2 separate regions of the Sus scrofa genome follow, and region 2 is linked to region 1. The links are chromatin contacts, called in public promoter capture Hi-C maps. All regions are on one chromosome and are shown on one strand. The core of a region is the stretch at or near the end of the contact, and the rest is flanking DNA. Distances in the headings are between cores, read along the strand shown.

Region 1 (4,333 bases), core at 1,323-3,822:
AATTATTTCTGTTCAATAGAGTTGTAGAAGGAGGATTGCTATATCAATGGATATGCATTTATTAAAATGTCCACCAAAACTCTAATCCAAAAAGATGCATGTGGGAGTCCCCATCACGGCTCAGCGGTAATGAAGCCAACTAGTAACCATGAAGATGTGGGTTCGATCCCTGGCCTCACTCAGTGGGTTAAGGATCCGGTGGTACTCATGAGCTGCAGTGCAGGTTGCAGATGCAGCTCATATCTGGCATTGCTGTGGATGTGGTGTAGGCCGGCAGCTGCAGCCCCAATTAGACCCCTAGCCTGGGAAGTTCCATATACCACAGGTGTGGCCCTAAAAAGACAAAATATATACATACATATATATAAACATACACACATACATGCACATGCACCTCTATGTTCATAGCAGCACTATTTTCAACAGCTGAGACATGAAAAAACTCAATGTCCATTGCCAGAGGAATAGATAAAGATGTAGTACATATATACCATGGAATATTACTCAGCCATTAAAAAGTGAAATAATGCCATTTGCAGCAACATGAATGGATTTAGAGATTATCATGTAAGTGAAGTCAGAAAGAGAGGCAGATCATATGCTTGCACTTACATACAAAATCTAAAATGTGACACAAATGAACTTATTTAAGAAACAGACTCACAGACAGAAAACAAACCTATAGTTACCAAAGGGGAAAGGGGCTGGGGGAGGGATAAATTGGGAGTTTGGGATTAACATATACACTCTAGTATATATAAGACAGATAACCAATGATAACCTACTGTATAGCACAGGGAACTATATTCAATATTTTGTAATAACCTATAAGGGAAAAGAATCTGAAATATAGATACGTGTATAAGATATAGTTGGTTTACAGCGTTGTGTTAATTTCAGATATACAGCAAATTGAATCGCTTTGCTGTACACCGGAAACTAACACAACGCTGTAAACCAACTAAACTTCCAATTTTAAAAATTTCAAATTAAAAAAAACAGAAAATACATATCCTATCTCTAACACAGACCTTAGACAATTTGGAATTGCCATTTCTTACATATAAAATTAGGACCAATCAGGTTATTTTCTTTTTAAGGGAAAACACAATAATAAAACCTTTCTTACTGAGTTATCATGGAGACAAAATGAGATACAGGAAGCAAAGTAGCTTTATAAATGAAAAAGAATCACAACATTATAAATCAATACTTTTAAAAATGGAAAAAAAGAAGAAGAATTCTGTCATTGGCTCAACAACAGAGCATTAAAATTCATGTTCAACAATCCTCTGGGTTTTGCCTGCACTCACACACTTAAAAATAAAACTGAGGCTCACTGCTAGAAGCTCTCAAATGCATCATTTTATATTCGTGTTTTCCCAAAATGTGAAACACATATCAACGATGTGTGACTTCAAATGGTTTATGGGACGATCTTAAGTGGCTATGCACATGCATTAAATAACACTCATGTTATTTAGTTATTCTCTTCCAATCCTTTTGCTTTCATCAACGAGGCTGTAAAGGTGACATAACTTGAACACTTCCTAACGCTTGTTAACCTCCCATTCTTACCAGAAAGACAGGTTCAAGCCTTGGTAGGCAGCAGTATCTAATACAACAACTTGTGTTCAGCGTATTTATTTTTTTTACAAGTACTTTACTTGGGACGTGCGATCCTGGTTCTCCGCTTACCGTAAAGATAGGGTTTCCGTGAAATCATTTAATTTAAAAACAGAACACGGTTTAATTTTTTAAAAAGTGATAAAAAATACAAGTGGTACTGCGATAATGCAACCATCCTGAAGGTGGTAGACGAATGACTTAACTTCCAGAAAACGACCTCACAATTTTGAGGCCGCTGGGACGAAATGAGGAGAGGAGCCAGGATCCAAGCCCAAGTCTCTCTCGATGCTCCACCAATTTCGTGCTTCTCAAAATATGCAAATGCATACGAAGCATTCGAAGGGCTAGTTAAAATACAGACATGGCGACTCAGTAGGTCAGGCGAGGGACCTGAGAAACCGCATTTCTACCAAGCTCCCTTGGGGAGCTGGGAAGAAGCCGACGCTGCGGATTATGGGAATACACCCACCCATGGGACGCTAAATTTTCAAGGTCGCCAACTTTGCTCAGCCTGGAACGCCGACCACACCTGCAGTGACGTCAGAGAACAGGTGTGCAATTAGGTCATTCCCCCAACCCGCTAACCCGGAACCGGCACCACAGAGCGTCACATCAGAAAACCACTCTCTTCCCGCCCAGCGGGCCGGCGACACATTACAAGCCTAGCCCTGCTTTTCCGCTCGCGCTCGGTCGCAGTCCCGTGACGTATAAACGTCTACGCCGTGACCTCTCCGACCCAAACCTCAGGAGAAAAGTTCATTGCTCGCCAGCCCAGCGCGGGGCAGCCATCGCTCTCACACTTTACCTGAAAGGGGCCGCGGGGCCCCCGTGCGCGGAAGCCACAAGCAGCGAGCCGCCACTGCCCCGGCGTAGCTCATGGCCCCGCAACAGGGTACCCACTCCTTGAATAGTGAGCCCAACTTGCCCTCGGCACTGACTGATGACGTACAGCTGGCGTAAGGCAGATGCAGCCCGCCTCTGCGTAGGTGGAAACGCCCCTAAGCGCCCAGCTTCCACTCGATTGGTTGGGAGTGTCAAATGGAAAGATCCTATTGGATCTGACCATTATCAATCACTCAGGAGCCCGGTGAAGGGTTGCCATGGAGATGAGAACGCTAAATTGTTCTTTAGAAGATAGCGACAGGATTACTACCTAACCTCCGTTCCTGGGAAAGAGGACCGTGAGGGAATTATTTACTGGCATAGCCATCATATTTTATGCTTTACCAGCATAGGAGACTTTTCTCTATTTGTAGCCTTTATCCACTTCCAGAAATTACATTCTGGAATTCAGTTCACTGCATGGTATCTCCAGGTATTTTGGGGGTTGACAGACGATTTTAAATTTCTTCTTAGCCCTTTTCTCTATTTTTTAAATTTTCTACAAAGAACATTATTAATATTATTATATCCACTTTACTGTTAGTGTGAACGTATTGATGCAAATTGGTTTCTTGACGAGAGGGCTGGGGAGGTGAGATTTAGCAACGTATTTCATAATTTTTTTTTTTTTCTTTTGGCCGCCACACAGTATATTAGCGCTCCCGGGCCAGCGATCAGATCCGGGTGGCAGTGGCGACCTTTGTTGCAGCTGTGGTAATGCCAGGTCCTTTAACCCACTATGCCAGGCTGGGGATTGAACCTGAGTCCTGGCACTGCAGATATCAATACCGTTGAGCCACAGCAAGAACTCCACGTATTTCACACTTCTAAAAGTTATTCACCAGTTCCCTGGTGGTCTAGTTGTTGGGACTCCTGGCTCTCACCACTGCGGCCCAGGATTCAACTCCTGCTCTGGAACTGAAATCAAAACTATATCCGGTCTGTTAATGTAGACTCATCAATTGTAACAAACCGTAGCACTCTGGGGGAATGTGGCAGCAGAGGGTATATAGGAAATCTACTTTCCTCACTTTTGCTGTGAACCTAAAACTGCTCTAAGAAAATAAACTAAGAAAAAATTTTGGTGGACATTTTAATAAATGCATATCCATTGATATAGCAATCCTCCTTCTACAACTCTATTGAACAGAAATAATTTTTTGAATGTGTAATCTGTATGAGGGCCAAAAAAAATCAAAGATGCACATCTGGAAGGATGTATAACAAAATGTCCAGTAATGGTAACTTCAGAGGGTTGGAGGTGAGAAGGGGGCTTTCATGTTCTACTTTACACCTTTGGATTATATGTATCTTTTATCCAAGTTATTGCAAAACATTTAAGGCGTTCCCAAGTGGCTTAGTGGTTCAAGGATCCATGTTGTCACTGCCGACTGCTGTAGTGTGGATGCCATCCCTAGCTCAGGAATTTCTGCATGCCTTGGGCATGGGTGGGGCCAAAAAATCCCCACATTTAACATACACTGCCATTGTAAAGTAATTGAAGTTGCTAATTGTTTTCAAATTACTTTAATACAGTGCAGGAATTTAATAGTTTATGATCAACTCTTATATAACTTTTTATTATTTTATTTGTCTCTCTAGGGCCACACCCTTGGCATATGGAAGTTCCCAGGTGGGGGGTCAAATTGGAGCTATAGTTGCCACCCTACACCACAGCCACAGCAACTCGGGATCCAAGCCACGACTGCGGCCAACACCACAGCTCGAGGCAAGGCCAGACCCTTAATCCACTGAGCGAGTCCAGGGATCAAACCTGCATCCTCAAGGATGGTAGTCAGATTGGTTACTATTGAGCCACTAC
Region 2 (4,333 bases), core at 1,070-3,569, 240 kb before region 1:
ATAGGTCGGAACTCAGTCACATGGCCACACCTGAAGCAAAGGAGGCTGCGAAATGTAGTCTTCATTCTGGTTGGCCATGCCTTCGGGAAGGAAGGTGAGATTAGTCAGGAGGGACAGCTAGCCTTCTCCATCCCAGCCCTCACAAGGATGAGGGAGACAAGGTGCCAGCATCAAGGGCTCTTTCTGAGCTGTAACAGGATTCAGCAGTTGAATGAATGAGGGGGATGAGAGGAAGGGAAGGACCTCGGATGACAGTGAGGTTTCTTACTTCTTACTGATTAAGCAGACACTTGGCCCGTGGGGTCTGGAACACCTACACCCCCTCAGCCCCCCGATACGTGCCGCTCCTCCCTTGGCAAATACAAAACTTCTGATGATTCTTCTCTTCTCCCCAGCTCACTGGTCTCCACCCCCAAATGTACTGCCAGCTGCTGTTTACTTAGGAAATGAAAACTAATTTTAGTGATAACTTTAGAACAACCTAATTTCAAAGCAAATCAGCTGCTACCATCACATATGGACAAGGGACATCAAAGGCAAATAGCTATGACTTCGGACCTACAGGTTCTGTGAAATTATCTATGCCACCGCCTGACTCTACTGTGGATGTTAAGATAACCATTTTCCCCATGAATTCTGAAAAGACCACGTTCATTGCATTCGCTTTTTCCTCCACCTGGAATGTTGTTCCGTTAAGGTCTCTGCTCAAATGTCATCTGATCAGGGCCAGGCTGTGCCAACCAGCACCCACTCACCCTGCTCATAGTCACCACCCGCTTAACCACTTTAGCGTTAGTCACAGGACCGATCACCATTTGTATGTATATTGATATATCTACTTGTCAAGGAATTTATTGTATCTCCTCACACCTTTAGTAGGTTACAGGCTCCATGAGGGCAGCAGCTCGTGCCTTCTGGTCACTGCTGTTTCTCCAGTACCTAGAACCGGTGGAATATCTTGACATCTGTTTTTGCATGGCCTGCAAAAGTGGAAGGTATGAAAAATGGACACTTCAAACAAGCTCCTGGTGGCAATGTTATTCAAAAACCCAGTTTTCTGGGGGTTCCCACTGTGGTGCAGTGGGTTTTGGATATGGTGTTGCCAGAGCTGTGGCATAGGTTGCAGCTGCAGTCCTTGGCCTGGGAACTCCCATATGCTGCGGGTGCTGACAAAACCAAACCCCTGCCACATTTTTCTGGTAAACAATTTGGCTTGACTTTCTATGTGTCAATCCCAAGGATATTATCAACAGTCTAGACAAATATTTACAATAGAGATTGACAAATCTTTTCTTTTCTTTTTTTTTGGTATTTTTGTCTTTTTAGGCCACACCCGAGGCATATGGAGATCCCTGGGCTATAGCAGCCGCTGGCCTACATCAGAGCCATAGCAATGCCAGATCTGAGCCTTGTCTGAGACCCACACCACAGCTCATTGCAATGCTGGATCCTTAACCCACTGATCGAGGCCAGGGATCAAACCCGTGTCCTCTAACTGCTGAGCCAGGACAGGAACTCCGAGATTGACAAATCTTTTCTGTAAAAAGCCAGATCATAATTATTTGATGCTTTGGGGACATATAATCTCTCTTGCAACTACTCAGCTCTGCTAGGATAGCAGTGGTGGATAAGAAGGAAAAGAATGGGTGTAACAATAGAATTTTATTTACAAAATAGGCTGAGGGCTGGATTTGGCCCATAAGGCCATAATTTGTTGATTTAGATTTAGAATGAAATGTCATTTATAATGGCATATATTGAGAATATTTCTAAATAGTCAACCATTGGGGATTACTTAAAGCATACCACATCCATAAGATAAAAAATATGTAGCCATTTTTAAAAATGGTGTTTTCTAAGAAATCATAATGAACTGGGAGTTTGTTTAGAGCAGCATAGATGAGAATCAGGTTAGCCATTAATTAAGAGTTTGAACTTTGGAGTGAAAAACATCTAAACTTGATTCCAAATTTGGGCACTTACTGGCTATTTGACCCTGGGAAAATTGCTTAACTTCTGGTAAATCTTAATTTTTTTTTTTTTAAAGTGGGGACCAAAAAATGTATCTATCTTGCAATGTTATCGAGAGATATACAGCATAATGCCCAGTGTATAATAAGTGCTTAGCAAATAATTATTCTCAAATGGGGACATTCAAAATGGATTTATTTTTGTAATTTCATGAGTTGCTGGAAGCAAGCATTGCTGGGCAAGCCCTCTCAAAGTAGCTCCAGTTTCCGCAAGGCTAGGGGAGGTCTGTGATTGGTTCGTTTTGAGTCACATGACAACACCTTGGCCCAATCAGTGGGTCAGAAAGTCAAACTACAGCTGGATTGGCTCAGACTTGCCACTTGCTCAGATGTGCCTGCCCCTGCCACAGGGAGGATGGTGGTACAACCTGAACACCAATGGGTCTTTTCTAGGAGCACCCACGGTGTGGCAGACTGTTAGAGAAAGTGTCAGGTGGGTCCCTGTCCTGCTGGAGCTTGCAGTCTAGTACAGTCTTGGGGAACTTGCTAGACTTTAGCGTATAATAGGGTAGAGAAATTTCCAGAGTGTATATCCTGGAGCTCATATCCCGTTATTGCCCTGTGTTTCAGCAGGTGCGGAAATTATGGATACTCTTTCCATCCTTCGCCCACCCCCGTTTTTTCCTGACTGCACTCACAGCATGCCGAAGTTCCTGGGCCAGAGATGGAACCCACACCGCAGCCGTGGCAGCGCTGAATCCTTAACAGCTTGGCTACTAGGGAATTCCGAAGGGTCCTTGAAGTCTATATGATGCAGTGATTTATGGCATTAGGGGTTGAGTAATCTGCTGTGGTTTTCAAGCAGTGAGGGACTGTTTTTGAAAATCTAATTTTTCTCTTGCTTTTTCTGTTCCTTCTCATCCCCCGCATAAAACTTCATTCTGTGCTTTGTACTTTGTACTGTTTTACTTCTGTCTCTTCAAAATACTCCACAACTTTCTCCAATTATAACCACCTTCCATACCTGATGAGTTTCATCTGACATCTTTGTTTAACTCAGATTTTTACTTTTAGGTTTTTATTTTTCATTTTAGCACCATACCTGAGGCATATGGAAGTTCCCAGGCTAGGGGTCAAATTGGAACTGCAGCTGCAGGCCTACACTGCAACCACAGATATGCTGGATCTGAGCCAAGTCTGTCCGTCACCTACACTGAGCTTGCAGCAACTCTGGATCCTTAACTCACCTAACGAGACCTGGGATCCAACGTGCATCTCACAGAAACAATGTCAGGTCCTTAACCCACTAAGCAACCACAGGCACTCCCTCCTTTTTTTTTTTTTTTTTTTTTTGTAGTTTTATTGTATAATTGACTTACAATTTTCTAAGTTCCCCTTATACCTAATCCTTCCAAAATCAGTCTAGGGTATCCATTAAAAATCATATTGGTTGTTAGAAAATGCAGATTCTCTGGGCTCTGCCCCAGGCCTGTGGACTCAAATCTCTGGGAATGACTTCTTTTTAGGGCCACACCCACGGCATATGGAGGTTCCCAGGCTAGGGGTCCAATTGGAGCTGCAGTTGCCTGATGAGTTCCATCTGACATCTGACTCAGATTTTTACTTTTAGGTAAAAATTAGGATGTGAGCTGCATCTGCGACCTACACACAACTCACAACAATGCCAGATCCTTAACCCACTGAGTGAGGCCAGGGATTGAACAACCTCTTGGTTCTTAGCCGGATTCATTTCTGCTGTGCCACAACAGGAACTCCTGGGAGTGAGTTCTTTGTAAAGGTTATTCTAGTAAGATTTGCACAAGGGATTTAACCAGTAGGTAGACTGAGAAATCACTTGTCCGTATTGAATTTATTACGCTTGTGATCATATATTAATTATATGTGGATGAATACCTGTCTCCTCTGCAAGACCCTGAGCCTATGGACATAAGACTGTGTCCAGCACATTTTGCATATTTAATGGTGTATGATGGAGAAATGACCTACCCCCTGCAACGGGACGTGATGATGAGGATCTCCCAACTATCCAGCAGGTGGCGCAAGAGGCTAGGCCACAGTTGAGAACGAAAAACCTTGTAGTCTCATTCATTTAGGTAAGGGGTGGGTTTACATTTTTAAAAATTATGTTTGTGAACAAGTCCACAAATTTATGGAATAACTTCTGTTCACAAGACATTAAAATACTCTTGGGGAATCCTTTTAAAACTCAGTTAAAAATGGAGCCCAAAAGATGGTTTCTAAAATCCCCTTCTAGGCATGTGTGAGATCGACTGGGGGGATGGAGGGGAGCTTGAAAAGTCCTGTTCCTTTTTTTTTTTTTGTCATTTCTTGGGCCGCTCCCG

Evidence for each region. Promoter capture Hi-C pulls out the DNA fragments that hold promoters and counts their contacts.
Region 2: a promoter capture Hi-C map of liver shows a contact between it and region 1, with 5 times the contacts expected there. A contact is called at or near these places in 2 of 5 promoter capture datasets (fetal skeletal muscle and liver), 5 of 47 Hi-C or Micro-C datasets (blood, epiblast stem cells, liver and 1 more) and 1 of 2 datasets of targeted methods (alveolar macrophages).

What each region holds. Positions count from the first base shown.
Region 1 is chr3:26,364,245-26,368,577 of Sscrofa11.1, reverse strand. It overlaps COQ7 (5-demethoxyubiquinone hydroxylase, mitochondrial), which reads right to left and starts at 2,572. Exons shown (of 6, transcript XM_021086541.1): 1 at 2,435-2,572. The coding sequence starts at 2,507.
Region 2 is chr3:26,602,742-26,607,074 of Sscrofa11.1, reverse strand. No RefSeq gene overlaps it. Among named protein-coding and RNA genes, the nearest start is that of SMG1, 49 kb to the left of the region's middle.